7 separate regions of the Mus musculus genome follow, and regions 1, 2, 3, 4, 5 and 6 are each linked to region 7. Evidence: chromatin contacts called from public Hi-C, capture Hi-C and promoter capture Hi-C data. All regions are on one chromosome and are shown on one strand. The core of a region is the stretch at or near the end of the contact, and the rest is flanking DNA. Distances in the headings are between cores, read along the strand shown. Region 1 overlaps Corin (corin, serine peptidase). Region 2 has its middle 16 kb from the start of Commd8. Region 3 holds the start of Corin (corin, serine peptidase). Region 4 holds the start of Nfxl1 (nuclear transcription factor, X-box binding-like 1). Region 5 has its middle 42 kb from the start of Commd8. Region 6 has its middle 91 kb from the start of Commd8. Region 7 holds the start of Gnpda2 (glucosamine-6-phosphate deaminase 2).

What was found. Promoter capture Hi-C pulls out the DNA fragments that hold promoters and counts their contacts. Hi-C and Micro-C count contacts between places; a contact is called where the count stands out from the background. Capture Hi-C pulls out chosen DNA fragments and counts their contacts.
Region 1: a contact with region 7 is called in a promoter capture Hi-C map of second pharyngeal arch cranial neural crest, with 7 times the contacts expected there. The contact joins the enhancer-like site here to the promoter of Gnpda2 in region 7. A contact is called at or near these places in 9 of 39 promoter capture datasets (the 3T3-L1 cell line, the C10 cell line, the HPC-7 cell line and 5 more) and 1 of 9 other capture datasets (adipose tissue).
Region 2: a Hi-C map of B cells shows a contact between it and region 7, with 5 read pairs. The contact joins the enhancer-like site here to the promoter of Gnpda2 in region 7. A contact is called at or near these places in 9 of 39 promoter capture datasets (the 3T3-L1 cell line, the C10 cell line, cranial neural crest and 4 more) and 1 of 484 Hi-C or Micro-C datasets (B cells).
Region 3: a contact with region 7 is called in a capture Hi-C map of embryonic stem cells, with 9 times the contacts expected there. The contact joins the promoter of Corin here to the promoter of Gnpda2 in region 7. A contact is called at or near these places in 8 of 39 promoter capture datasets (the 3T3-L1 cell line, cranial neural crest, embryonic stem cells and 5 more), 1 of 115 datasets of contacts at active chromatin or transcription factors (embryonic forebrain) and 2 of 9 other capture datasets (embryonic stem cells and embryonic tail).
Region 4: a contact with region 7 is called in a promoter capture Hi-C map of stem cell-derived epiblast-like cells, with 8 times the contacts expected there. The contact joins the promoter of Nfxl1 here to the promoter of Gnpda2 in region 7. A contact is called at or near these places in 11 of 39 promoter capture datasets (3T3-L1-derived adipocytes, the C10 cell line, cranial neural crest and 7 more), 3 of 115 datasets of contacts at active chromatin or transcription factors (astrocytes, extraembryonic endoderm stem cells and stem cell-derived neural progenitor cells) and 1 of 9 other capture datasets (adipose tissue).
Region 5: a promoter capture Hi-C map of liver shows a contact between it and region 7, with 6 times the contacts expected there. The contact joins the enhancer-like site here to the promoter of Gnpda2 in region 7. A contact is called at or near these places in 15 of 39 promoter capture datasets (the 3T3-L1 cell line, the C10 cell line, HPC-7-derived erythroid cells and 8 more), 2 of 115 datasets of contacts at active chromatin or transcription factors (astrocytes and embryonic forebrain) and 2 of 9 other capture datasets (adipose tissue and liver).
Region 6: a contact with region 7 is called in a promoter capture Hi-C map of stem cell-derived epiblast-like cells, with 9 times the contacts expected there. The contact joins the enhancer-like site here to the promoter of Gnpda2 in region 7. A contact is called at or near these places in 13 of 39 promoter capture datasets (the 3T3-L1 cell line, the C10 cell line, the HPC-7 cell line and 8 more), 6 of 484 Hi-C or Micro-C datasets (cerebellar granule neurons, cortical neurons, forebrain and 2 more), 5 of 115 datasets of contacts at active chromatin or transcription factors (embryonic forebrain, embryonic limb bud, forebrain and 2 more) and 2 of 9 other capture datasets (embryonic stem cells and liver).

The regions. Positions count from the first base shown.
Region 1 is chr5:72,327,661-72,331,451 of GRCm38.p6, forward strand. It overlaps Corin (corin, serine peptidase), which reads right to left. Exons shown (of 22, transcript NM_016869.3): 15 at 3,151-3,261; 16 at 1,952-2,081. Among named protein-coding and RNA genes, the nearest start is that of Gm23712, 89 kb to the right of the region's middle. Within about 2 kb of position 1,976, at least 11 of the 459 cell types and tissues checked have an H3K27ac peak or open chromatin away from gene starts, as enhancers often do. A contact at or near this core is called in second pharyngeal arch cranial neural crest, where this site is marked.
Region 2 is chr5:72,182,747-72,186,141 of GRCm38.p6, forward strand. No RefSeq gene overlaps it. Among named protein-coding and RNA genes, the nearest start is that of Commd8, 16 kb to the left of the region's middle. Within about 2 kb of position 1,900, at least 111 of the 459 cell types and tissues checked have an H3K27ac peak or open chromatin away from gene starts, as enhancers often do. A contact at or near this core is called in B cells, where this site is marked.
Region 3 is chr5:72,502,394-72,506,088 of GRCm38.p6, forward strand. It overlaps Corin (corin, serine peptidase), which reads right to left and starts at 1,815. Exons shown (of 22, transcript NM_016869.3): 1 at 1,489-1,815. The coding sequence starts at 1,755.
Region 4 is chr5:72,557,811-72,561,328 of GRCm38.p6, forward strand. It overlaps Nfxl1 (nuclear transcription factor, X-box binding-like 1), which reads right to left and starts at 1,835. Exons shown (of 23, transcript NM_133921.3): 1 at 1,779-1,835; 2 at 1,204-1,458. The coding sequence starts at 1,456.
Region 5 is chr5:72,208,533-72,212,200 of GRCm38.p6, forward strand. It overlaps the pseudogene Atp10d. Among named protein-coding and RNA genes, the nearest start is that of Commd8, 42 kb to the left of the region's middle. Within about 2 kb of position 1,954, at least 29 of the 459 cell types and tissues checked have an H3K27ac peak or open chromatin away from gene starts, as enhancers often do. A contact at or near this core is called in liver, where this site is marked.
Region 6 is chr5:72,257,555-72,261,256 of GRCm38.p6, forward strand. It overlaps the pseudogene Atp10d. Among named protein-coding and RNA genes, the nearest start is that of Commd8, 91 kb to the left of the region's middle. Within about 2 kb of position 1,972, at least 45 of the 459 cell types and tissues checked have an H3K27ac peak or open chromatin away from gene starts, as enhancers often do.
Region 7 is chr5:69,590,625-69,594,062 of GRCm38.p6, forward strand. It overlaps Gnpda2 (glucosamine-6-phosphate deaminase 2), which reads right to left and starts at 1,680. Exons shown (of 7, transcript NM_001038015.2): 1 at 1,584-1,680.

The DNA of each region.
Region 1 (3,791 bases), core at 726-3,225, 2.7 Mb after region 7:
TCTTAAATACTAACATTTCACCCTCGGAGTCAATGAAATATAGAAAATAGAATAAGTGAGCTTGTGTTATCAGAGCACCTCTAAAGACTTATCTGCCCTTGAGGATCACAGCAGGGTGACTTCAAACTTGAAGCAATCCTCCTGTCTCTACTTCCTGAGTGTTGGGATTGCAGGTATTCACTGTCGTATCTGATTAAAGGAACTATTTATAAATCTCATATGCAACAAAAAATGGAAACAACCCAAATACCTGAGGGGATAATTAAATGTAGTGTAATAATTCAATGAAATATTATTTAGCTACAAACATTGTATATACTGTAACATAGATAAGTGAGAATATTACCTAGACAAAAAGATCACATGTTATATGCATCCTTATTAAAACATCCAGAACAGAAGTGAAATATGGAGAGATGAAAAGTAAATGAATGATTTACTGTGTCTGAAGGGCAAGTGAGAGTGACTATGTACAGCCACATAGTTTCCTTTTGTGGTGATAAAAATGTTTGGACTGAGACAGTAGAGACAGTTGCACAAACACTGTGACTGTGCCCAGTGCCACTGAAATAGCCAAATTTGTTACATGTATGTTAGCTCAGTAAAAATCTAATATGCAAGAAATACAAAAAGAATGAAGTAAGACATTTAAGACAAAAGATCTTTTGTTTGCAGCTTAACAGTTACATTTCATGTGGCTTGTCAAAATTTGTGTTCTCGTAAATCTTTTCAGATCTGACTTACCCTCCGAACTCTCTGCATAGCTAAGTTTCATCATGTAATTGAATTTTTGTATTAAGCAATACGTATGTCTTGGTGAGAGAACCAAGATAAGCACTTTCAAGGGGTTTTCATTTATTGAATCAAAATCATATCCCATTTCATTGAGACACAATAAAGAAATTGCAAAAATGGACAATAATTTAATGGATCATGACAGCTATAATTTTTTCTAGTGCTGGAAAAGATTAAAGTTCTCCTACTATTATAAATTAGTAGGAGTTTCTCAAATTTCCAAAGATGTGGGTCTTTACATGGAAGAAAAGGGCCCAAGATGTTAGCAGTGATATGATTCTTCAAACTGGACAACAAAACTGTGCAGCTAGCTGCTGAATCAAATGGCTTGTTGTCGTAAACAATCGCCGTTTACTCAGTGGACTCTGGGGAGTGCTATCTACTCTGACTTTTAAGTCTAGAATTGCATGACTCCCTAATCTTTTGTTTTTCTCAATTCTGTATTTATACTCAAATCACACATATGTCGTTAGCATAATAAAACAAAATGCCATATAATAATATAACAGATACATACATATATATACACATATATATATACACACACATCATCATCATCCTGTATGTGTTCTGTGGTGGTACAGAGCATTATTCTCTATTGCTGAATGACCTGAAACAGAACACCTCACAAAACAGTGTGTGCACAGTTCATTCCATTCCATGTATGTAAATGGGTCTTCTCATTCCACTAAAAATCAAAATGCTGAATTACTCCTTGGTGTGTATTTTCTGTGTTACTTAGGATAAATAGAAATACCAGCAGCTTTGGCTTCTCTTTCTCAACTTCTTTTTAAAAAAATGTATGTATATTGTTCCCAATAGCCCCAGGGAAGGAGTATGAAGTGTTTTTTCAACCATGCTCCACAGAGGAGACCATCTTAATTCATTTATAAACAGTGAAAGTATTCCATTTCACACGTGCTTCAAAATACAATTAGTTCATTTACTTTTGAGACTTCATTGTAACAGGCTTGCAGCCCACACTCTTTAGAGCAGGTACCTAGAATTAGATAAATTCCTCACACAGGATTTAGTTCAAGGGCTTTGGAGAGCTCTGATTTTTCCAGTTCTACATCATTCATAAGGAAGATATTACCGCTAACATCCACAGAGCCCTCTGAGAAACCCGTCAAGTGCTACACACTACTGACCTTACCCTAAACCCATCTGCTTGCAGGCCAGCTGACTCAACGTCTCCCGCCAGCCGTCAGCACACACGTGGTGTTCCTTTGCAGATTTGTGAACAGTCAGCAATGAGGAGGAGTTCCCATTTTTAGAGAGGGTCACTGAAGGGGGAAAATGCGAGAAAGCCTAATTAAAAACACATCTTCTCCAGAGACCGTAAGTTTGTATGTCCTTGCTCTAATTGCATGCATCCATTTGTATTTATTTTAGTTGAGAACCATTTGGGGTTGATCCTCTCTGTGCAAATCACTGCTCCCTCAATGTGACAGGAGACTGAAAACAGTGAACTCAATATGTGTTGTGCTTTCAAAACACTGCAGACTCTAATGAAAGAGACAGGCAGCTATGGATTTTTCATTATGAGACAAAAGATGGTCAGGGGCAGAGCCTCACTGCCTTGAATTTACACAGGGATTATTCAAACTAATTGCAGGCAGTTATTTGAAACTCCATACTTTTTTTCCTTCAGCATTTGGGAGTACGTGAGGGTGGTAGACATTTATGATTGGTGTGATGTATGTGCAAACCCCCAGCCTCTGTCTGCACTGGATCAGCCATGGGTCATTTGTGGAACACTGTGTACCTGGTCACAGTGCACAGGAAACTCATTATTTGGCCAGTGGATACAGAAGACTAAGGTAGGAACTGAATGAATTAGGGGAGCAATGTGCACACAAGGAGGGAATTCATCAGATAATCAAAATGGCAGACTGCCACATTGACTGAGATGCCTTCCAGTCCTGCCCATGGCAGGAGCTAGACAGTTAGAAATCTCATCAGGGTGAGGAGCAGGGCATGTAGGTCAGATGGAGAGGTCACTTCTAGATCCTCTTCTTAAGGGTGTAAATGATCTAAGACTAACTGATTATTCATCACTATTGAACTTGGTGATGAATAAAACTTAAGTTCAAAAAATGGCATGCCTCCAAGCATTTGAATGCAAAGTATTACACACATAATATAGATATTTAAAATTGAGAAGTAACTTGGGGGGGAAGTTTTCTGTTACTTAGAAATAACTCGCATGAATCACCACTGTCAGCTTTTATAACAGTGAAACAAAATAGATGAACTTGGTTGGTAAAAGCCATGGAATAATTTAGGATTCATTGGCTTAGATGGCTGACAGGCGTGTGAATGCAGGGCAGGTGACAGAGACCAGAAGCTTACCACAGCCCCATTCATCAGAACTGTCTGAGCAGTCGACCCATCCGTCGCACCAAAGGTCACGCGGCACACACTCATGGTTGGCACATTCCAGCTCATTGTCTTGGCAAAATGCTGGCGGGGAGACCAAGAGGAAGAGGATGCAAATGTTTGAGAGAGCAGACGGAAGACATCGCAGGAAGAAAGCAAGCTCTGTTCATGTGCATAGATCGCTTCTTAGGGATCCTACTATTAAATTACTGTCTGGGTCACATACAAATCTCTTTTTGATTTTTTTAAAATTATAGTAAATCTCCTTGATTGCCTACTTAGCATCCATTTCCCGTCTTTCGTCCATGAAAAGGAAACCTGATGTTGTCCAGGGCTTCATACCAACCATCCCACATCCCAGAGGAAGACATTGATTAGTGTAACATTGGCATGGCTTTTTGCTGACTATTCTTATCTGAGAGTCATAATCAGTCCAGGATTAAATGCAATTCCACAACAGGTCTTTGCTCTATGATTTTATGATTTATGCCCTGCAAAACAGCATGCAACTAAACTCTGCTCACCACACCATGGGCCTTAGCCTGGAACCAGGCCAGGCTGGTGCAGGCAGCTTTTCCTAATCCCTGCCTGGAGCCATGCTTTGGGTGTTTGTA
Region 2 (3,395 bases), core at 650-3,149, 2.6 Mb after region 7:
AGATGCTTTGTAGGAAAAAAGGACGTGTGGAAACTCAGCCTATAGACTGAACTAAATTAATGAAGTCAGAAGATGTAGGGAAATCATCTCAGGCTAAGCCAGGAACAAGGATGGGCGTGCACTCATCTTTTTATTCATTCTTCATGTGTATGTGTGCTGCCCATGTCCACTTCCCCCTTTGGGTTGAAGGCTGGGTGTAGACAGGAAGCTCAGCTGGGTGTGGCTAAGTGCAGCGCAGGATCTCTGTCAGAGATGAGTTCCAGGGCAAGGCACACACCCAGGAACAGCTTAGGAGAACTGGTTCCATTTATGGAGGTGGTGGGTATTTATGGGGAGGTGGCCAGGGTCTCTAGGGCAAGGTTTGTGTGGCTGTGTACCGTTGTCCGGAGCAGAGGTATTGGAAGATACTTCATCTACACACTCAAGGCTTTGGTAGCAGCAGGGGATGGTGGGTGGGGGATGCTCATAAGGTCAAGAAATGAAGCCTGATAACTGTCTGGGTAATAGTTTCTTACAAGGGTTGATGGCGGGGAAGCTGGTTTTATGGCACCAGGTTGGGGCCTGGTTAAAAAAAAAGAAAGAAAGAAAGAAAGAAAGAAAGAAAGAAAGAAAGAAAGAAAGAAAGAAGAAAAGAAACCAAAAAACAGAGGTGAGGATTCAACCTAGGTAGACTTTGAAGGTTTTAAAGAAGAAGGAGGAGGGAGAGGAGGAGAACGAGAAGGATAGGAGGAGGAGGAGAGGGACACTACTGCCATAGTGGGCAGACCAGGCCTGTAACAAATCTCCAGTTGAATCATGTTTGAGGTAGCTAGGGGCTGAAGCTCTGTAGCCCCGAGTTATTACATTCCCGTGTGTGTGTGTGTGTGTGTGTGTGTGTGTGTGTGTGTGGTGTGTACACAGGTGTGCAGAGGTGCTTGTATAACTATACACACCTGCATCTGGAGGTCAAGGTCAGAAGTCTTTTTCTATCACTCTCCGACCTTATTCATTGAGGCAAGGTCTCTCTCTTGAACACAGAGTTTGCCCATATGGCTGGTCTTGGCTAGGCAGCCTGCTCCTAGGTTCCCTATCTCTGCCTTATGGCTACTCAAGATCACAGGTGGGCCGACACACCTACCTGACCTGTACATGCGTTCTAGGAATCTAAACCTCTTGCTTTCAGAGTTGTGCAGCAAGCACTTTAACTACTGTGCCATCTCCCCAGCTCTGCTCTTTTTTTTTTTTTAGAAGAAACCCCATGTTCCCTCCCCTCTTTTTTTCTTTTTAATAATCAGGAACAAAAAGCAAGGAAAAGCCCAAGAAATCCTCAAGGGAGTTGCAGGGACTAACCATCAAAGCCCGTAGTAATAACGAAACTCACTTTGTGTTAATAGTCAATGCCTATCAAAAGACAGCTGCAGAGGAGAAGGGGAACTGAACCAAACTGCGGGGATTAAGGAACTGGCTAGCGTGTTTGAGATCTTCTGGGTAGATCTAGGACTAGAGAGAAGCCACGCCCTGCTTGACCCAAAAGATAACACAGCTCTGTTGGCCCCGCCCCTTTCATATTCATGCCCCTTGCCTTCCTGCTTTCTTCTTACACTTACCTTTCTGACTTTTCTTTCCTTCTACTTTAAAACACTATATATAGAGTATACATATATTCAGCTCTTAAGTATTTGTCGGCCGATAGGAGTAATTTACTGACAGTGAAATGGTCGGAAGAGAAACAATAATGAGAGACAGAGAGCCCCAAGGAGACAAGAGCTGGTAGATGAGACTATTAGCTTCCCAGAGAAGTGAAACTGCTTTCTCTAAAGAGAGGGTGTCTTACATACGAGGCAGACTGACGAGAGGGGAGAACTAATTGAAGTCCACTCCAGATGGCTGGACTCCACAATCAACTGCAGAAAGTAAGAGTGACTAGGCGGCGGGTAGAGAGCAGGGTGGAGACTCGCTCATGTTGTATTTATTGGACGCTTAGAGATAAACAGAAAGATTCCTGATCAAGAGTATGTGTTCGATTGACTTAACTAAACTTCCCAGGGGAAGCAACCGTTTTCGGGGAGTGCTCCCATCATGCACTCCTGCAACACTGCCAGGCAATGCAATGCAACGGGAGGAGGCCACTGCTCGAGCCTCTTCCTGATGAACAATACACATACTGTAGGTGAATGAAAAAAAAAAAAAAAAAGAAAGAAAAAGGAAGGGCATGACTGCTCCTAGGTACGGTGGAGGAGAAAGTTTATTGTCTCTGCCCCACAGTTGCAACAGCCAGGTAGGCCTGGCTTACTATAAAAGGGGCTGCTTGCCCCTTCCTCTCTTTCTTGTCCTCTCTGACTCTCTTCTATCACTGACTCCTTCCTCCCTCCCTTCCCCCTCTCTCTCCACGTGTTCCTGACCCCAGCCTTCTCTCCCCCCCCCCCCACAGTGTGTGTCTTTCTGTGTCTCTACTCTCTTCTTAACTCCTTTTCCCATGCCCTAAATAAACTCTATTCTCCACTATACCTGTCCTCAGGGGGAAGGGATACCTCAGCATGGGCCCTCCGAGGCCCCCTCCCACTCATCGTACTTGGCACTACCAAACATATTCCTGGCTGTTTGTTTGTTTGTTTGTTTGTTTTTTCGAGACAGGGTTTCTCTGCATAGCCCTGGCTGTCCTGGAACTCACTTTGTAGACCAGCCTGGCCTCGAACTCAGAAATCCGCCTGCCTCTGCCTCCCGAGTGCTGGGATTAACGGCGCGTGCCACCACGCCCTGCTCTTCTTTTTTATAAAACACAACAGAGTGCATAGCAGAGCCAAGCATCTGGGAGAGTCCAGAGTGGGCAGGAATCTCAGCCACAACACTGAGTCATGACCCTGAAGAGAAGGGAGGCGGAGGGAGAGGGAGGAAGCGAACCAGAGGCAGCAGCGAGAACAAGGGGTTAATAAAGGGGGGACATGGGTGGGTAGATGGGTAGATGGGTGGATGGGTGGGTGGATGAGTGACCAAAGCAGCTGGATTATAAAGAGAAGAGCTCTAGGGGAAGGACAGTCCAGCCCCTGGGTTGGAGAGTGGGTGATGGATAGGTAGGTGGGTAGGGGGCCCAGGTATGCCAGCCATAACCTGTAACACATAGAGAAGCTGGGTGAACCTGACTGCCAAGATCGACTTAATATGTTAATAGACACATCAATTACCCATTTGTCCCAGGGTTTCAGTCTTAATTAATGGTAGGGAAGGAGACAGTCAGAGCCCAAGATCAGGTAGGTTACAGAGCCAAAAGTTTTAGTTAGCAATGCAGAATTGAGCCAAGCCAAAGCAGCTCTGTCAAACCAAAGGTCCCAATATCTGGAAAGACCTCAGCACTAACTAGTAATTTGAGTATGCTAGACACATCCTGCATATTATAGCTCTTCATGCCCAAAATCTTC
Region 3 (3,695 bases), core at 565-3,064, 2.9 Mb after region 7:
CTGTCCACTCTGCTATCACTGAGATTTCTGCAACATTGAGCGGAAAGTTTATGGAGGAGTCAATTCTGTGTCTTCAACAGCAACAACAACAACAAAATCCCCATTCTCTGAAATCTACATGGAGAGATTAATAAAGCATTTCTTCTGTCTTCTTACCTCACTGGAAGGACAACTTAGTTTTTTATTTGTACTGCAATCCTATCCCATATGGAACTTTCTGGAACGCCTCCCCCCCCCCCCCGCGCCCGCACACACACACACACACACACACACACACACACACACACACACACAAAAGCTTCACAGATCCCTGAGGATTAAGTTATTCCAAGTTCCACTCACCCTAAAGATACTTCATACAATAAAACCTCTTGTCGTCATCAGGAGGAGTCTGCAGGTCCTAACTGCTCAGCTGAGCATCTACGCAGACATCAACCCCGGGCCTCTGGTTACAGAAACTGATTTTGAGTGTCATCTCATACAAAACTAGTGGGTATCGGGGACCGATGAGTGTTGGTAGTATCCTGACTGACACACCCCCAAAAGCCTAGTTGTTGTTTGTTTGGGAGGTTTGCCAACATGTTAGCAGCACTTCTAACTTCAAAATTCTGCCAAAATGAACCCTGAAACAGCAAGCAGCAGTGAGTCCTAGCTTGGCTCCCTTATCCGGTAGTACTCTGGTGTTCTCTGGTGTTCTCTTGCGGACTTTCGCGTCCATCAGTAGATTCCTTCCTATCCTAAAAATGGAAACTATAAACTATAAAGCACAGACATGGACATAGAGACCCTTGGAGCCTGGTTCTGTGAGCCTTGGCAGCACGAAGTTCTGAGAAGTTTCAGTGAGAGGGGATTGCTGGGACTACTTGCCTGAGAATCTGGAAACTGAGTCCCCACCTCGGTCCCCAAAATGGGAAGCTGCGCAAAGCGCGCCCACTGCTCTCCCGCCTCTAGAGCTCCGGCCCAGAAGTCCCGCACTGAGTTCAGGCAGAACCTTCCAGGACACCGCCTCGGGATGCCTTCCTAACTACCCCTCTCTCCCTTGCTGACACTGACTGATTCTGGCCCGCCTATGCGCAGCTGATTCCAAGACCCTAAGGACGCAGCAGATAAGGATGGCTGCAACCTAGACTGGGTTTCCCGAGGCTCAGGTCAGGGGGACCCTCGGCAGTGCCCTTCCTTTTTCTCTGCAGATTGTGGCAGGAAGGCTAATACTTCCCAGGACTGCGGGAGGAAAACCGTCCCAAACCCTAGCAGCTCCAAACCCGCGCCGCAAACCGCAGACAGTGCTCGGTGCGCCCGGGACGGGTACCTGTCCCAGAGTAAGTTCGCGAGCAGGGGACCCGGGCGTTTCCAGCTCTGAGTTGTGCGGTGCCAAGGCATAGGGCCATCCGGGGGCATTGACTGATCCCCAGTGGGAGAAGCTACTACAAATGGGATCTAGTCACGGAGCTAGTAGCAAGGGCGCGCGCAGTAGGGATGCAGGCTTACGTCTGGAGCAGGCGGGGCTCCAAAGCAATCCTTCCAGCTGCCGGGAGCCTGGAACTTGGACCCGGAGAGGAAGCCACGGGTCCCCAAGGGGCCGGGTCCGACGGCTCCACCTGCAGTCTCCCCCGGAACCCCCGCGCAGCCAAGACCGTTCAGTGCACGGAGGGCGGTGGTTGGAGGGACTCTGCAGGAGAGGTAGCATCGCCCAGGACAAGAGCAGCGGGCTCTCCGCACGGAGCTGACCCGAACGCTGAAGGAAACCCTGCCCATGACTGCCAGCGTCTCCGACGCCAAGCCACAGGAGTGAGGGACCGTCTGCCTGGGGACTAGAACGAGCCACTGAGAAGTCTGTGCTCACTGACCTACGGACGGGAAGGAGGTGGCACCCGATGAAAGGAGGAAGGGACAGGGAGAAAAAAGGTTGACTCTGAAGTCACCAGGACTCAGGCCACGCGACCTGTGTGCTGGAGGAGCGAGGAGGGTGGATCTTACCCTCTTTGGGGCGTCAGCTCGGCGGCTGTACTCCTCCGGAGCAAGGGCGGGGGGCCGTTTCGTGAACATATCTTTCTCCTCTGTCCACTCTTATCTCGGTCGCTTTTCTCTGCTCTATGGATCTCGAGGAGAGGCACTACGGGTGTCTTTCTCCTCACTCGGAGTGAAGTTATACTCAGGGGATTGGAGCCCCATATTTTGTCTGCTGGGCAGACCCCACCCGCAGACCACTCCCTCCCTTCACTCACGTCTCTGGGTCCTACCCATAACCCTTAATGAGACAGTTCCTCCATACCCACCCCAGCCTTCAAAAAAGTTATTTTTCTATGGCAGATGGAGAGCCAAGAGTCTACTGCCCCCATCCTCCACACCAGGGAAAAAACAAACAAACCAACCCTTCAACTATGGGGCAGCAGCTTTTGGCCTTTGCTGCTTTGTTGAGGGCAGAACTTTGTTGAGCAGTGTAAAGGGCTGCTCTCTTCCGAACTCTCATTATCACATCTAGAACAGTCTATCCCCTCATACAGGATTCTAGCCAGGCAAGTATCAAAATGAATGTCTTCAGACACTAGCGATCCAATGACAAGTTTGTTGTGTTCGAAAAGATGTCAGGTTTCGAAGGCAGGCATTATTCGTGTTACACAAATTGCAAATCTGTCTTCTGCTACAAGTTTAGGGGGGGAAACGGCGTTGCTGTTTGAGCTTCATGGGCTAGGAGAACTCGGGCCTGCGATTGTCTGACAAGAACCTGCCCAGGCTGAAATCAGGGGCCAGCAAATTCGCGCCCATCAGACAGGGAGCTGCATTCTAATAGCGTCAAGGAAAGCAGTGTAGACATTCCAAAGCAAAGGTTGCATTGAAGCCCAAGACAATTCTTAAATATTTATCGAAAATTGAAAAAAAAAACCGCCAAGGATAACAAAAATTTAAGTTTTCTTAAACGTGAGTTTTAAATGCATTTTTAATCAAAATTTTCAAAATTTCAATAATTATTCAAGGTTATACTGTAGCCCATCTCCACTAGAGAAGGCTACATATAGTAAGCAGACAATAAGACCTTGAGTATCATTGTGTGGACAAAGGCACATTTGTACGAGTGGAAGGAAGTGGTAATGGGTACTTTGCTTCCGAAAAGACATGGAGTGTGGGAATATCATCTATGTGTCGTTAAAGACGAGGGACACTTGACCTCAAGTTATTCCAGCATCAGTGAGGCATGCCATTTCTAACAAGGGTTTCACAATTCACAAACCTGAGTGTTCCAGCATGCCGGGCTCTGCACTAAGCATTTTGCACATACCCTCTTTAACTTAGAGATGAGAGGCAACTGGCATAACCCGCTGAGGTCATTTGGTAGGCAGTGACCTGACACTCCCCAGAGATGGTGGCATTTTGTGACTGAGTTCTGACTGAGACACTGCCTCAGCGCACACCACCACCCACAGGAACCCCATCTGAGAACCCAGAGCCCAGGAGACACATTTGCCAACTCCACCCTGAAGGCCAGAGTTAAGCAGTCTGTGATGGAACAGTGGGTGTACGTTCACCCATCTTGAAGGCTCAGTTGAGTTTCTTTCATTTCAGAGTTCTGCCCTCTGGTGGAGATGATGCAGGAACTATAAACCTGAAATAGCTAAGTAGATTCTTCATGGTGTTCCTGGCTCTTCTATGTTGGGTTCCTAAGGCTGACTGTACTGAGAAGGTGAACGCTCCGAATA
Region 4 (3,518 bases), core at 585-3,084, 3.0 Mb after region 7:
TGAGACATCTCAAAATTACAAGGAGGTCATTAATCTCTGGGAATGAGCCGGGGGGGGGGGGTTGTTAAAAAAAGCTGAATTGGGAAGAGATGACACTTGGTACATGTATGTACCTAGTACCATTTGGAAGAATGTCACCACACAAAGTGACCAGGTAATTGTCTTAACTTATTCCTTCCTCACAAATGTCAACTACTATATACTTTATACTATACACTATACACTATATACTATATACTATATACTATATACTATATACTATATACTATATACTATATACTATGTAGAGAATGCTTGCTTTCCTACTATCCACAAAACCCAAGCCAGCTTACCAACTTGTTCATAGGTCTCTAAATAGCACACTGCACCTCTATGATTAACTGACCAATTGCCAGCAAAATCAACGCAAACTAACTTTCAAGTTACCCTGGGAAACCCCACGCAGAGACTCAATTTTGCTCCTAGCAGGAAGGGAGAACTGATGCAATTCTACTATAATTTCAGAAATAAAAATTTTAAACCTCTTCTGAAAAAATACCTTCCAAACACAAAACACTTTCAGGGACCACTCTCTTTTATCTGGAGTGTTATGTATAAACACTCTCAACGTCGCCCTAAAAGATCTTGGACCAAGGCTATTGGCAAATCCATCGTGGCAACACCTGATACATCATGGAAAGACATGGAATTTCTGCACTGGGATCAGTTAAAAACAACAACCAAAACGCTTACAGGGTCCAAAAAGTCAGGTAGCCTGGGAAAGATGGCTATCAACAACTGGTCTTGAAAGTCGAGTTGATTAATGAAGAATGGAGTTCCCAATCTGTTCGTAAATGGAATTCTGAGACCTTAGCCTAGCTTGCTGTTACCATACACACAGATGCGAAAGCACAAGGTCCTATTTTACGACAGATGTTAAACATCTTAGATTATAAAAGAAAACAAACTCTGGCGATCCATTTACTGAGTTAACCAAATCAGCTGCACACAATTGAAGAAAGTGACTAACAAAGGCAATTATCAATTAAAATGAGGATGCAAGCGATGAGATGAAAATCTGCCTGAATGGAGACGGTTCCCTGAGACTAAACTCCGGGAGCTGTTAAAAAGTGAATGAGAGACTTGGAGGGCCCTGGCAGCCAGCGATAAGTAGGGAAGTGACTTGGGGAGTTTGGTGGGGCGGGAGACCCGAGCCATCCTCACCTGAGCCATCCTCACCCCGGGCCCCCGGGGGCTGCGGGGCTTCGCCTCCAGCTGAGCGCTGCCCGCGACCCGCAGGGGCCAGAGCTGCTGCTCCCCCGGGGCCGGGGCCCGAAGACACCGCGCCCCCAGACCCTTTGGCTCGCCCTCCTCCAGCGCCACCAAAAGGGACTCCATTTCCTGAGAGGGGCACTGCGGTGGCCCGTCCTCGGGCTCGGCCTCGGCCAGCGGCCACCTGGCGCCAGGGAGCGTCCATCCCTGCAGCGGAGAGATAAAGGAGAAGGAGCGTGAACGGGCGTCCGAGGATGGAGGCGGCTGCCGAGGGACCGCAGGGTCAGGCTGGGTGCGGACGGACCCCGCGACACGGAGACCCGGGTCTGAGGAGGTTGCGGCCCTGTGTCTCCCGAGGGCGAGTCCCGCCAAGCCCAGGCTCGAGCGACGGGCGAGGAGGGAAAAGACGGAGGGCAGAAAAGAAGCACGGAGCCACGAGGAGCCCACCCGGGACAGGAAAAACCCAGCCACGGGAAATTCTCCTCAGCCTCAGGAGAAGTGCGGTAGGCACAGAAACGCGAACTGACCGTGCGGCCGCGGCCGCGGCCGGGAACCAACTGCTGAAGTGGACCGCACCGAAAAGCTACGTCTCCTTACCGACGGCGCCCACCGCCAGGGACTACAACTCCCAGAAGCCTCCGCCCGCGGACCGCAGAATGCGTGGCAGCGAGGCAGCTTTTTTTTTTTTTTTTTTTTTTCCCGGAAGAGACGAAGGAATGCTCAGTGCGCATGCGCGGTCGTTCGCGGCCTTTGGGGAACTACATTTCCCAGAGTGTTCCGAGGCTCATGAAAAGTAGACGCCTCCGTTGGTGGGCGTGCCGGGAGCATGCTGCTACTGGCGGCTGCTCCCAGGAAATACGCGAGGTTTCAGGATTCAGAGAGGGCAAAATTCACAAACAGTTGTTCTCGCCATAGTCTTGCTGCTTGCAGGTAGCAGGCAGGTCCTCGTCCAGGAAGTACTTAGAAAACAGAAGACGCCATGGGGAGCAGGATCAGAAGAGCCACGGGAGCATTGTAGGAAAAAATGGTTTGAGTGGAGAAAGCTTTCAGAACTCACAATGAAATCTAGCCCCTAGTATTAACCACCTTTTATACTTTAAAACAAGCTTTCCCTTAGAGACTGCTTCTTTTCCTTTCAAGGCTGCTCCCTCCAGTAGATTCATTAAGGAAAATAACTGAAAGCCAGCAGCTAATCTTTACGTATAGATTGCAGAAATTCATTTAGTGGTCTCTTGGAAAATGAGCTGAATTTTTGTTGATATTTGAAGTTATACAATCCTTAAATTACCCTTCAGCTTAGTTAATTTCCCAACATTTACCACAAATATATTTAGATGCCATTCAATGTGTCCAGGAGTGTACAAAATATTTACATATATATGTGTGTGTGTCTGTGTGTGTGTGTGTGTTTGCACATATACAAAGTTTTACACTTATAATTTATTGAGATGAGTTTTTTTAATATTATCTAGGCTGTTCTTGAACTCATGATTCTCTCACCACAGCCTTAGAAGTTGTTGGGGCTCCAGGCCTTCATCATCATGTCCATTGTGTCAATATTTTTTTTTATTCAAAATAACCTTATTTATCATTCCAATTTTACCACTGGGAAAACTAAAGCATAGAGAGGTAATTGTGCTGAAACTAAGCTTTAATTCTATCATGTTTTTAATTTCTTGTACATAGGTATTACATCATGGCCTATAATTCATCCAAAACCAGTAAATGTCGAGGGAATATTGAGGTGGCTGATGATAAGGAGACCCTCATAGAACCTTGGTGTGTAGCACAGATCTGCGTTAGCACATTGTCCAAATCTCCATACTAAACCTTCCTGAGAACACATTCCCTCCAGTCCTCCAAACATTAGTTATAAACTATTCTAATATTTATCGAGAGCTTCAAACAAGCATTCCTTCCTTTTCTTTTACATACCTGTTTAATAACATGTGGAGTCTCATCATTGAAACCAATTTTTAATAAATAAATGACACCAAAAAAATCTTTTTCAACACTCCAGCAGGGCCTGGGTTGCAACTAGGTAAAGTGACTCCTGGCCTCCTCTCTTAGACATATGATGATTGTGTAATTCTCTTTAATGTTCTGCATCTGCAATGTCCTGATAAGCCACGTGGAAACTAGTTACTCCTCGGCCTTTGTAATGAAACCTGTAAGTGGCTGGAGGTTTAAGTCAAGGGGTATGCCCTTGAAGGATTCTCTCTCTGTCTCTCTCTCTCCCTCCCTAACTCCCTCTCTTCCTCCCTCTT
Region 5 (3,668 bases), core at 704-3,203, 2.6 Mb after region 7:
AAATATGCCTTTAATTCCAGCACTCAGCGGGTAGAGGCAGACAGATCTCTGAGTTTCAGGACAGCCAGGGCTACACAGAGAAATCCTGTCTCAAAAAACCCCCAAACCCTCAAAAACAACAATAGGAACCCCAAGTCCTCAAAACTTAAAGTATTGCATGTATGCCCTCCAATTTAAATGTAGAAGCATTCTTAACTTCTGCTTATTTAGTGCACCATCATAAGTAGGTTTCAAAATTACAGGATGTAATCTGTTTATGGTTAGAGTCAATTTTATTCTTTAAAGATGAAAATGGAGGAAGATTTACTTAAAAATAAATCTTCATGAGAAAGATGGACTTAAAAATAAAACTCAATTATAATACCTCAAAGTTAACCAGCATTAAGATTCTCAACATATTTTGTAATACATTTTATATAGTGTATCTACTTTTGTGTGGTTTTTTTTTTTCAGGCTCGTTTCCAAAATACATTTCAAAATATATAAAGCCCCAGTGAATAATTCATGATGTAGACTTTTAGAAGAGGACAGTTTGAAACGAGACTCCTGTAATGACAACAGAATATTTCAGGGTGATACTGAAACACTGCAGTCCCACCAATGAGCCCAGACTGGAAATAGGCTCACATCTAAATAAACCTGGTTTTGTAGTGTAATAGTCACATGAAATTTTCGCAGTCACAGTAAGTCGCATTAAGATTGACTTAAATACTTTGCTGTCAGATTCATAATTAAAGACATACCGGAGATTATTAAAAGTTCACCTAGGTACATGGGAGCTGACGGAGTAACCGGATGTGAGCAGCTACTCACTTGCTTTTGTAACATCGAGTCAAGTCAGTCTCTGAATCTCATTCTTCTTGACTTTAAAATGAAATCTTTTGTTGGATATTTAATGTTATTTTCACCTTTACGTATGGAGTTTTTGAGTTTCTGAGCCTTGCCATCTTGAAAAATAAGATTTATTTTTATTTGTGTTGTGTGTGTGTGTGTGTGTGTGTGCCTGTCTGCATGAGTTTATGTACGTCATGTGCTCGCAGGCTCCTGTGGAGGATAGAGAAGGGTGTTGGAGCCCTGGAACTGGAGTTACAAGGGTTTTGAGTGACAGCACTGGAAATCAAACCCAGTCCTCTGCAAAAGCAGTCGGTGCTCTTAACCACTGAGTCATCTCTCCAGCCTCAAGCCCTGCTGCCTTTCAATTGCTTTCCTTGAATGGCACACACGCTAGTCTTTAGCAAGTAAGAAGTATTCCTACTGTTTATTGGTCTATTGTACACGAATAACTTACATACATTCTTATGAATGTCTAATAACAACCCGACAGGGTAGGTGTGACTATTGTCATGTATCTTTTATGGAGAAACTGAGGCTACTAAGAAATCTTGCTGGGGCTGAGTGAGGGAGTATGAATTGGAACGGTTCATCATTTGAAACTGAGGTTTTAAAAAGAAGTCCGTTCTGTGCATCTTGCTGCCCCTCCCTCTTTTTAACAGAAGGATAGCTTGCTTTGATCCTGGGTTTCGAAGCAGATTCTTGATTTGGAAGCGGAGTATTTATTTCTCTTTTGTGTGAGGGATCATTTTGTGTACTGTGGGATATTTAACAGCTTCCCTTGCTGGTGGCTTCCATAACAAAAAGTGTCTCCAGGTAATTGCCTAACCTGGCCCTATTTACACCATCGGTCGTCTAAAGCTGAATGGAACTGCCTTCTCGGGCAAAGGTGGCATGACTTTAGGACAGCTTAAGGATCAAGATGCAATCGACCATATAGATCTCTGCAAAGGATCTGCTCATCCATTCAGTCCTTGTCCTAACTGATCAGCCCTCGTTCTCGGAATGTTTGTTTTGTTTGAAGAGGATTATTGCCAAGATGCATAGTAGAACTCCTAGAGCCTGACTGGCAGTGGTTCATGTATTTAAACAGAGTCCTTGGGTACCTGCTCTGTGACAGGCATTGTTAGGTCACGGTCAGAACAGTGAATGAGATAGCTATAGAAGGGATGCTGATAGTAACAGAAAATGTTAGCTCATTGATCTTTATCTTCCTGAGAATAATTTCAAGACTGTCTTGGTAACCACAGTCCAGGGTGTTGACCACAGTTTACACACACACACATACACACACACACACACACACACACACACCACATAAAACAGGAGTTCGCCCTCGGCGTGGGTGCGTAAAGACAGCCCGGCAGGAGATTTGTATTCTCCCAGTTTAACATGATCCTTTGGTTCCAGAGTTCAAAGGGAACACTGCTCTGAGTCCCGGCTTCCTTGCAGAACTTGCTTATTTATTTATTGGTTGGTATTTTAATGCTCTGTTCTGCTCGGAAACCTGCCCTGGCCTCTGTTTGTCTCCTGGCAGCCACTCTCTGAGGTTTGTGCTAATGAGAGAACCCCATGGGGTTCATGGCTGATCCCTTTGCTAGACTGTGTACTCCTGCAGGCCAAGAATCCTGTGGAGATGGTGCGGGACATTAGCTTCGGTGCCCGGAACAGGACCTAGCCAGCCTGTGGGAGTTTTCAGTACTGGTTTACTAAATAACTAGAAGGACCGAGGTGTCTCAACAGCAGAAAGGGTTGTATTAAGCCAGTGTTGCTAGTTTCAGTCTTACACTTCTTGAAGACCATAGTAGTCACAATTCCCTTATATATTTTTGGGGTGGGGGGTGGGGTTGGGTTTTTTTGTTTGTTTGTTTTGGTTTTGGTTTTTTGGTTTTTTTGAGACAGGGTTTCTCTGTAGAGCCTTGGCTGTCTTGGAACTCACTCTGTAGACCAGGCTGGCCTCTAACTCAGAAATCTGCCTGCCTCTGCCTCCCAAGTGCTGGGATTAAAGGTGTGCGCCACCACTGCCCGGCATTCACTTATATTTATAAACCTCTGGTTTGGAGTTAGAAGAGTTTTCCTCTTTGTCACACCAGATTCTTGGTAGGAGTGGGATGGTGAAGCCTATACAACCATGTGTGTGCATTCACAGAGGTGATGAGAACAAGAAGACTCAGACACAGATCTGGAGGCACCACCGGGTACCTTAGCTCCCAGGGTACTGGTGCTATAACTCCCAGAGAAGAAAATGTACTGCGTGCCTGGTGAGATGCAGGAGCGAGTGCATGTTGTATGAAGATGTCCATCCCGGATGGAATTAATTGTTTGCTTTCTGTGATGTCTTAAGTGGTCTGAAAATCTAGGCTGTTCAGAAGACCGTCCTCCCTGAGTGAAACAGAACAACGGGGTTTAAATACTTCAGCTGCACTTAAAACTTGGCTCTGCTTGTTTTATTTCCTTTGTTACGTGCTCCTGTTATGTTACAGGATTAATGGCGGCTTCACGGTTCCGTGCTGTGGATCGTAATGCAACCTCTCATGACTCTGGCATGCAGAATCAAAGCTGTAGGGAGACACGGGGACACGCCGCCGCCGCCGCTGACGACTCCCGTCTAGAGCCGGTGGGATTAAGACAGCTCAAGGGGATTGTGCTGCATTGCACAGAGGGAGGGGCTGTTTCACTTATTCATCCTTTACTTCAGGCCACAGATACTCAGGGAAGGTCTCGACTGGATCCTGTTCTAGGGTAAAGCTGTATCCACGAATAGAACAGACGGAAAGTTTTACTCTGATGGAGGAGAGAAGCATACAAAAGCTAAAATACTACTACTACTACTAAAT
Region 6 (3,702 bases), core at 722-3,221, 2.7 Mb after region 7:
TTCCTTCCGTCAAGTAGGACGTTTGAATCCTGCTGACGAACATGAACTTGAAAACTATCCAGAGTCTTCGAACAAGTTGATAACAAAGTTGTGACGTCCACCTTGAAACTGGCAAGGCTTTGCAGGCAATGTAGAACAGTGGTTCGCATCCAGAGGTGGTGACCTCTTTAGGGAACTATGGAATGCTCCCTTCACAGGGGTCTCATATCAGATATCCTACATATCAGATATTTACATTATGATTCATAATTGTAGCAAAATTATATTTATTAGGTAGCAATAAAAATAATTTCATAGTTGGGGGTCACCACAATATGAGAAACTATTAAAGGCTCACAGCATTAGCAAGGCTGAGAACCACTGGTGTTGTCTGTGTTGTGCTGTGGATTCTGTAATCTCATTATGAGTGGAAATGTTCTCTGAGTCTTGACCAGATGCCTGGTTGAGATCCAGTGGGTGCATGTGTTTCTTTTCCAAGGGCAGTGACTCTGTCTTGTTTGTTTCTCTACCCTTTCTGTATAGAATATAAGGCCAGCAAGTATTTGGTAGTAGTGTACAATAAACTTGGGTTCCTTATATGCCAAATACTGGGTTAGGGATTTAAAGATCCGTAGAATGTGGTCCTTGCCTTAAAGAGACTTCTGGCCTCTGCAGAGGACACTGTTTAAACACAGCTGTTTCAGATAAACAGGCACGGTTTTATGTAAGATGGCAACGGTTGTCTAGCACAGCAAGGGAACGAATATTCACTTATATGCCGAGGCCACAGCAAAGACGGCTCTGGTCTTGGGAAATAATTATGGATATAGTTATTTAGATCAAAATTGTACATGGCTGTTTTGCGTCCTCTCCTCAACTCAAGAGCTCTCTTAGTCACGAGGGATTAAGTTATTTTGTCAGAGTCAGTGGAGTACTCTCTTTTGGGAGCGTCATTTTGATGTGAATGCCTCCTTACATCTTCCTGAGCGCTCTTCTTTTGTTTATATCCTTTTATGGTGGTTTCAGTGTCTCTTCTGCACTGCCAAGTATCTAGAAAGACCCAGTTTCATTTTGACAGTTCTTATCTGCAGAGTCCTGCTGACAGGAGTATCTCTTTCATGACGGAATACACATGCATGTCTTTACCTAGCTTTAGTATTGCTTCTATTGTCACGCTCACAGAACAGGATTTCAGCTTTATAGTCCTCTACTTGCCGAATTTAGATAGAATTTAAGAATACATTGTGATGGCTCATAGCAGGTGAATTTTAAACCTGTCGTGGACCCTGGTGATCTGAAAGGAGAGTGCATGTCACTTGAAAGGAAGGAAAGAAGAAAGACTTGCAGGCAAAGGAACGCGTCGCCCCTGGCTGGCTGTCAGGGGAGTCGAGCTGAGACAGGAGTGTAGAACGTGTAATTGCAAGCATTGTGCTTCTCTCATTAAACCTGTGATCACTCTCACCAAATGCCGGAGCAGAAACACTAGCTACGGTACCCCTGTCTTCTCCTTGCTATTTAAATAAAATTCCTGATAAGAGCAACTTAGAGTTTGAGTGGATACAGGCCGTCGAGGCAGGGAGGGCCTGGACGGAAGCCTGAGGCAGCAGGTCACTTTGTACCCAGTCAGGAGGCAGAACTGATGCCCTGCTGTTCCTCCTCCTTTATTCTGTCTAGGAACAGGTCTGATGGGATGTGCACCCACATTTATAATTGGTCTTTCCTCTTTAATTAAACCTTCCTGGACACACCCTCACAGACACACCCATTTCCTTAGACACACCCTCACAGACACACCCATTTCCTTAGGACACACCCTCACAGACACACCCATTTCCTTAGGTAATTCTAAATCCAGTCCAGTTGAGAAGGAACACCATCCCTGTCAAGGTCACGTGAGTACAGTGTCACATGACCCTGTTGCACTTTCTTCTGTCAAGTGCGTCTCCTGGCCTCTCTGAGGTCAGTGTGCTTTGCTTATTGCATCCAAGACTTCCTGTAACACAGTGGTGCTTCTTTAGGGCTGTGATTCAAAGCTGTACTCTCCGAGACAGACTAAAAGATACAGTGAGAAAATGAGGTTTCTATGACGACATGTTTGTGGTACTCTTGGGTGAGTTTGAGAGGCACTCTGCCCGGTGAAATGGGGTTCCTGCACTGCACCCCACTCTGATGGCAGGACTTCTTAGAGAACACCCATACCAGGAAGAGGAAGGCACAGTTGCCAAACATATTTGCTGATGAGAAAGCTGGCTGTAAATACCCTGGCTGTGGAATGTTGATTAGTCTCCTAGCCTGCTTATCATTTTTTTTTCTTATAGAAAGTTGTTTTTATAATACAAATGAACTGAGCAAAAAAATATTTCGTTCAATTCTCTGATATCACTTTTGAAATAACTGGTATTCATCAGATGTTGAGTAAAGTACAGCCATGGTAGAATTCTAAGCACAATAAAATACATACTTAAGTGTTGTGTATGTCAAAGTGAGAATCCTTTCAACTAGATTTTCATAGAAGGTGGTGTTTCTATCTCCTATTTAACTGGATAGTCAAAATATTCTCCATTTAAAACATATAAATATAGATTTCCCTTTTATTTTTATGTGCTTCATTTTATTGTTTTCTTTCTCAAGATATCATATGCAGTAAACTTCACAAATTAAATTTTTGGGGCTGATGAGATGGCTCAGTGGGTTAAGGCACTTGCTGCCAAGCCTGACTGCCTGGATTGGATCTCTGGACCCACATGGTAGAAGGAGAAAACCAGGGCTGGTGAGACTGTTCTTCCGAAGGTCCTGAGTTCAAATCCCAGCAACCACATGGTGGCTCACAACCATCCATAACGAGATCTGACTCCCTCTTCTGGTGTGTCTGAAGATAGCCACAGTGTACTTGCATATAATAAATAAATAAATCTTTTTAAAAATAGAATATACCATCTGGGAAGAATATACCATCTGGGAAGAATATACCATCTGGGCAGAGGTTGAAGCAGAAGGATTGGGGCCAACCTGTGTTATAGAGTAAGATCCTGGAAGCTGGAGAGGCAGCTCAGTAGTTACGAACCCTGGCTGCTCTTCCAGAAGTCCTCAGTTCAATTCCCAGCAACCATATGGTGGCTCACAACCAATTTTAAAAAAGAAAAAAAATGAAAAAAAAAGGAAAGAAAAAAAAAAAAGAAAGAAGGAGAAAACTAACCTCCTTAAATCAGTTTCTGATCTCCATGTGTGCCTCGGAGCATGCACACACATATATACACACATTCACACACATGGAAATAAGTAAATGCAGGAAAACATGAACATTTAGTTTACCATCTCACGCTTCACTTAGCTCCGTATTGTAGAGGTAATTGATGTTAGTAGCAATACTTTACCATATTGTCTCCTCAGGAAACAGACGTGGTACCAGATACCAGACTTTTAGACAAATTTAGCCAGCTTACCCCTCAGCTGCTCACTGGACTGGATGGCACCGCTCAGAGTTCACCGCTGGAGACTTTGTACATCATGGACTTCTTTATTGCACTGGCAATTTGCAACACGGTGGTGGTTTCTGCACCGAACCAACCTCGGCAAAAGGTAAATTTAAACGAGGGTTTTCCCTGCCAGGGAAAATATGGGGTTTACAGGCATCTATCTGTACTGGGTTTGTGATGATAATAAATAAGAACGCAGCAGGAATAGCAGGTGTGTACCATTTCCTTGGGACTTGTTCTTGGCTCT
Region 7 (3,438 bases), core at 430-2,929:
AAATTTCTATTTTCACGTTTAAATATGTCACTCACCAACACTGACCATTCAATGACATGGTGGCTTCAGCATTCCTGTTCAGTAAAGGCACTTTACACAGAATACTAAATCAAACTGTGTAAGCCAACAGGAACAGAACGTCTAATAACCAATACATGGAAACTAAATGATATTCTTAAGAACAGGACTTAGAATTCTAAAACAACAAAAAAAGTATGATCACTATAATCTAGAATTCTGGGACAATAATAAGAGATGAGCAGCGTTTATAGGAAAGAAGTCATGGAGTTTTTAAAACTCAGCCTCACAAAGGAACGCTGTCTTCATTTATGTCTATTAATAATCTAACATCAAAAATAACTTCAGAGTTATATCCAAAACTCCTAAACAACGGCTGGCTCTCACAGATATGTACTTCTAATATGATTATTCAACAAACAACCAGAAGAAAAAACAAACAAACAAAAAAAAAAAAAAAAAAAAAAACCAAAAAACAGTAAGGACCAGAAAAAGAACTTCACAGCGCTCCGGTATATCTAAGTTTTTCACACGTGCCAGGGCTCACTCCGTGTTAAACACTAAACGAGGCTCCACAGGCACACATTTAATGAGTTGACCCTGTTGCTTTAGAGTATTCGATTAACTTAATACTTTCTGAATTTCTGGTTATCCCCCACTTTCGAGGTAGAAACTGCAACTCAAATACTGCAGAAGTTACAAAGCTATTACGTTTTGGAGGGAACTGGACTTAAAACACATTTCAAATGTTTTATCCATATGGAATCACTAATAATAACTTGTAAAAGACTCTGGGCCCCTCTCCTTGGCTCCAGTAGATCTTAAAAGGAGTCAGAGAACCAGTTAGGTATCACAGTGTATTCATGCACTTGAGCTAAAATGAGAAACACTGCAAGGAAGCAACCAAAGGTCAGGCAAATTGTTTGGTTTTTACTCTGAAGGGAGTGCTCTTAAGGGAGTTCACCTCCAAAATTTCTCAGTGAACCCCCCTCACTCAGTATAAATTATTTTTATTCAGATGTCGAATACGCTCCTTTTCCTTGTTTTACAGTCATCAGAAACCTCAACTGTGGATGCTTTCTGATTCGGCATCGTGGCCAGGTAGCATTTAAACAAACAAACGCCAATTTGTCTTTAAGTGCTTACTGCAGGTGCCGATTCATTTGGGCAGGGCACCCCAGGGAAACTGGCTGAACCCAAGTCCCTGAACTCTCTATGGGGAGGTAACTTCTACACTGCGGAACTTTCACAGCTTTGGGCAGCCCAACAATCCACGCACGGGGTGTGCTGAGCTGCAGTGCTGAGCTTCTGCAACCCCCTCCCCAGATCTGCCTGCGCTGGGCCAGGACTGCTCTACCCTAAGCAGCCCGCGGCAGAGTGAGGACAGGGGGCGGACCGGCGCTGGAAACCTCCCGTGGCTCGGCTAAGGCCGATTGCACACCCCGGGCTCAGGGGCGTCAGGCAGGGGCGCCCAAGCCCTGCTAGACTTCACTCCGGGTCCGGGAATCTGCGACAACGAGCCGCGTCCAAGCCCCGCTTCGGAGCTGTGTCCCCCCTAAACTCACCGGCGGACCTACAGCCTCATCCAACGACCGAAGAGCCGGAGCTAACACACCCAGCAACCCGCCAGCGACTCCAGCCGGTGAGGACTGAGGAAGCCTGAGAACCCGGATGCAAACACAAACACAGGAAGGGACTCGGGAGGACGCTGCGCATGCGTACTGCCAAAGGTGGGGCAGGGGAGAGTGGAGCACTATCACCTGTGGCTTTTCCACCTAAGGGATGTGCTGGGCAGTCTACAGTCCTTGGGTCAGTCACCTGTCACCTCTCTCTTTCGTTAAGTCCTTCAGAAGCTGAATTGTGGTAGACTCCTTGTAGGATTGTAATGAACGATATATGACCTACTCGATCACTTCACCCCAGATATTTGCTATTCACTCTTCTCAACATCATCAACTGGCTCTCAAAAGGAATAAGAAGAGTTTATTCTGGAGTCAAGCAGGGATGCCTATGGTTAGAGAACTAGATTCCAATTAGCCCAAATACTCTCTTCCAAAGATGCAATCGTTTCATGGGGCATTTTTAGTAACAGAACAAAGGGAAAATCATAACAATATGCTTTTCAAAGGCGTTGAAGCATCAGATAGAAAGCTCCAACAAAATGGAAAATCCCTGTTATATACCTCAGTTGTTGCCTGATGATGTCTCTGGCATCTAAGTTTCTATTTGTTCCAAGAGCATTTCCCTACTAGGTTACACACACAAAGTAGGTAATAAGTGGTCATATAAAGCATTGAAACACCCCAAGATAATTTGTCTCAGCATTTCAAACAAAGAGTATGTTATAATCCCCTCTGATGGTTTAAAATAGGTGCAGTGTTACTTTGCGAGCACAGTAACTGTTCATTGAAATCCTAAGAACTCTTATCAAAATTAAGTTTGCAGAGAGGAAAAACCGAAACCCAGGATGATCTCAGAAAGTGGAACATAGATTATAGTATTGTGTAGTTTGTACTGAATAATTCTAAGGGGGTAGAGGAAGCCGACATAAACTCTGAACGTGTGTCTCAGTTTTTGTAAAGGTCAAAAAAAGTAAGTAAGCAGCAGTCACTTTTAGCCAACCTCTAGACTGAAGTCGGGGACCCCTATGGAAGAGTTAGGGGAAGGACTGAAGGAGCTGAAGGGGATGGCAACCCCATAGGAAGAACAACAGAGCTCCCGGAGACTAAGCCACCAACCAAAGAGCATGCATGGGCTGGTCTGTGGCCCCAGCTACATATGTAGCAGAGGACTGCCTTGTCTGGCCTCAGTGGGAGGGGATGGGCTTGGTCCTATAGAGAACTGATGCCCCAGAGAAGGGGGATGCTAGAGGGGTGTGGTGGGAGTGGGTGTGTGGGTGGGGTACTATCCTCTTAGAGGCAAAGAAGAGGAGTGATAGCACTGGGGTCTTGTGGAGGGGGTACTGGGATGGGGTCAACACTTGGAATGTGAATAAATAAAATAATTAATAAAAAACAAAACAACAACAAAACTGTTGTACCCAGTGAGAAGCTGATTCAGAATCCTGTTTCCCTAGACACAACAAAATTAAGATAAATATAGTGTGCTATTTACTCAGACTTCTAAACTGGGGTACCCTCATTGTAAATCTAGACTGGGTCAAATAGCCGTCTAGGTAAATCCTTCAGGCAAATCAAAAGGTTCTGATATTAGTTATGAAGTCTCATAGGACAGCTAATACTTTGAAAGGGAAGAATGTTTCTTATGATCATCGATTTAAGCTAATTTTAAAAATCAGTTGTTACCTTTTCTTAGTACTATCAGCTTCAATCAAAAGAGTTTTTATTGTGCAATATTGCAATTTTTTTTTTCTTTTCTTTTTGGTTTTTTGGAGACAGGGTTTCTCTGCATAGCCCTGGC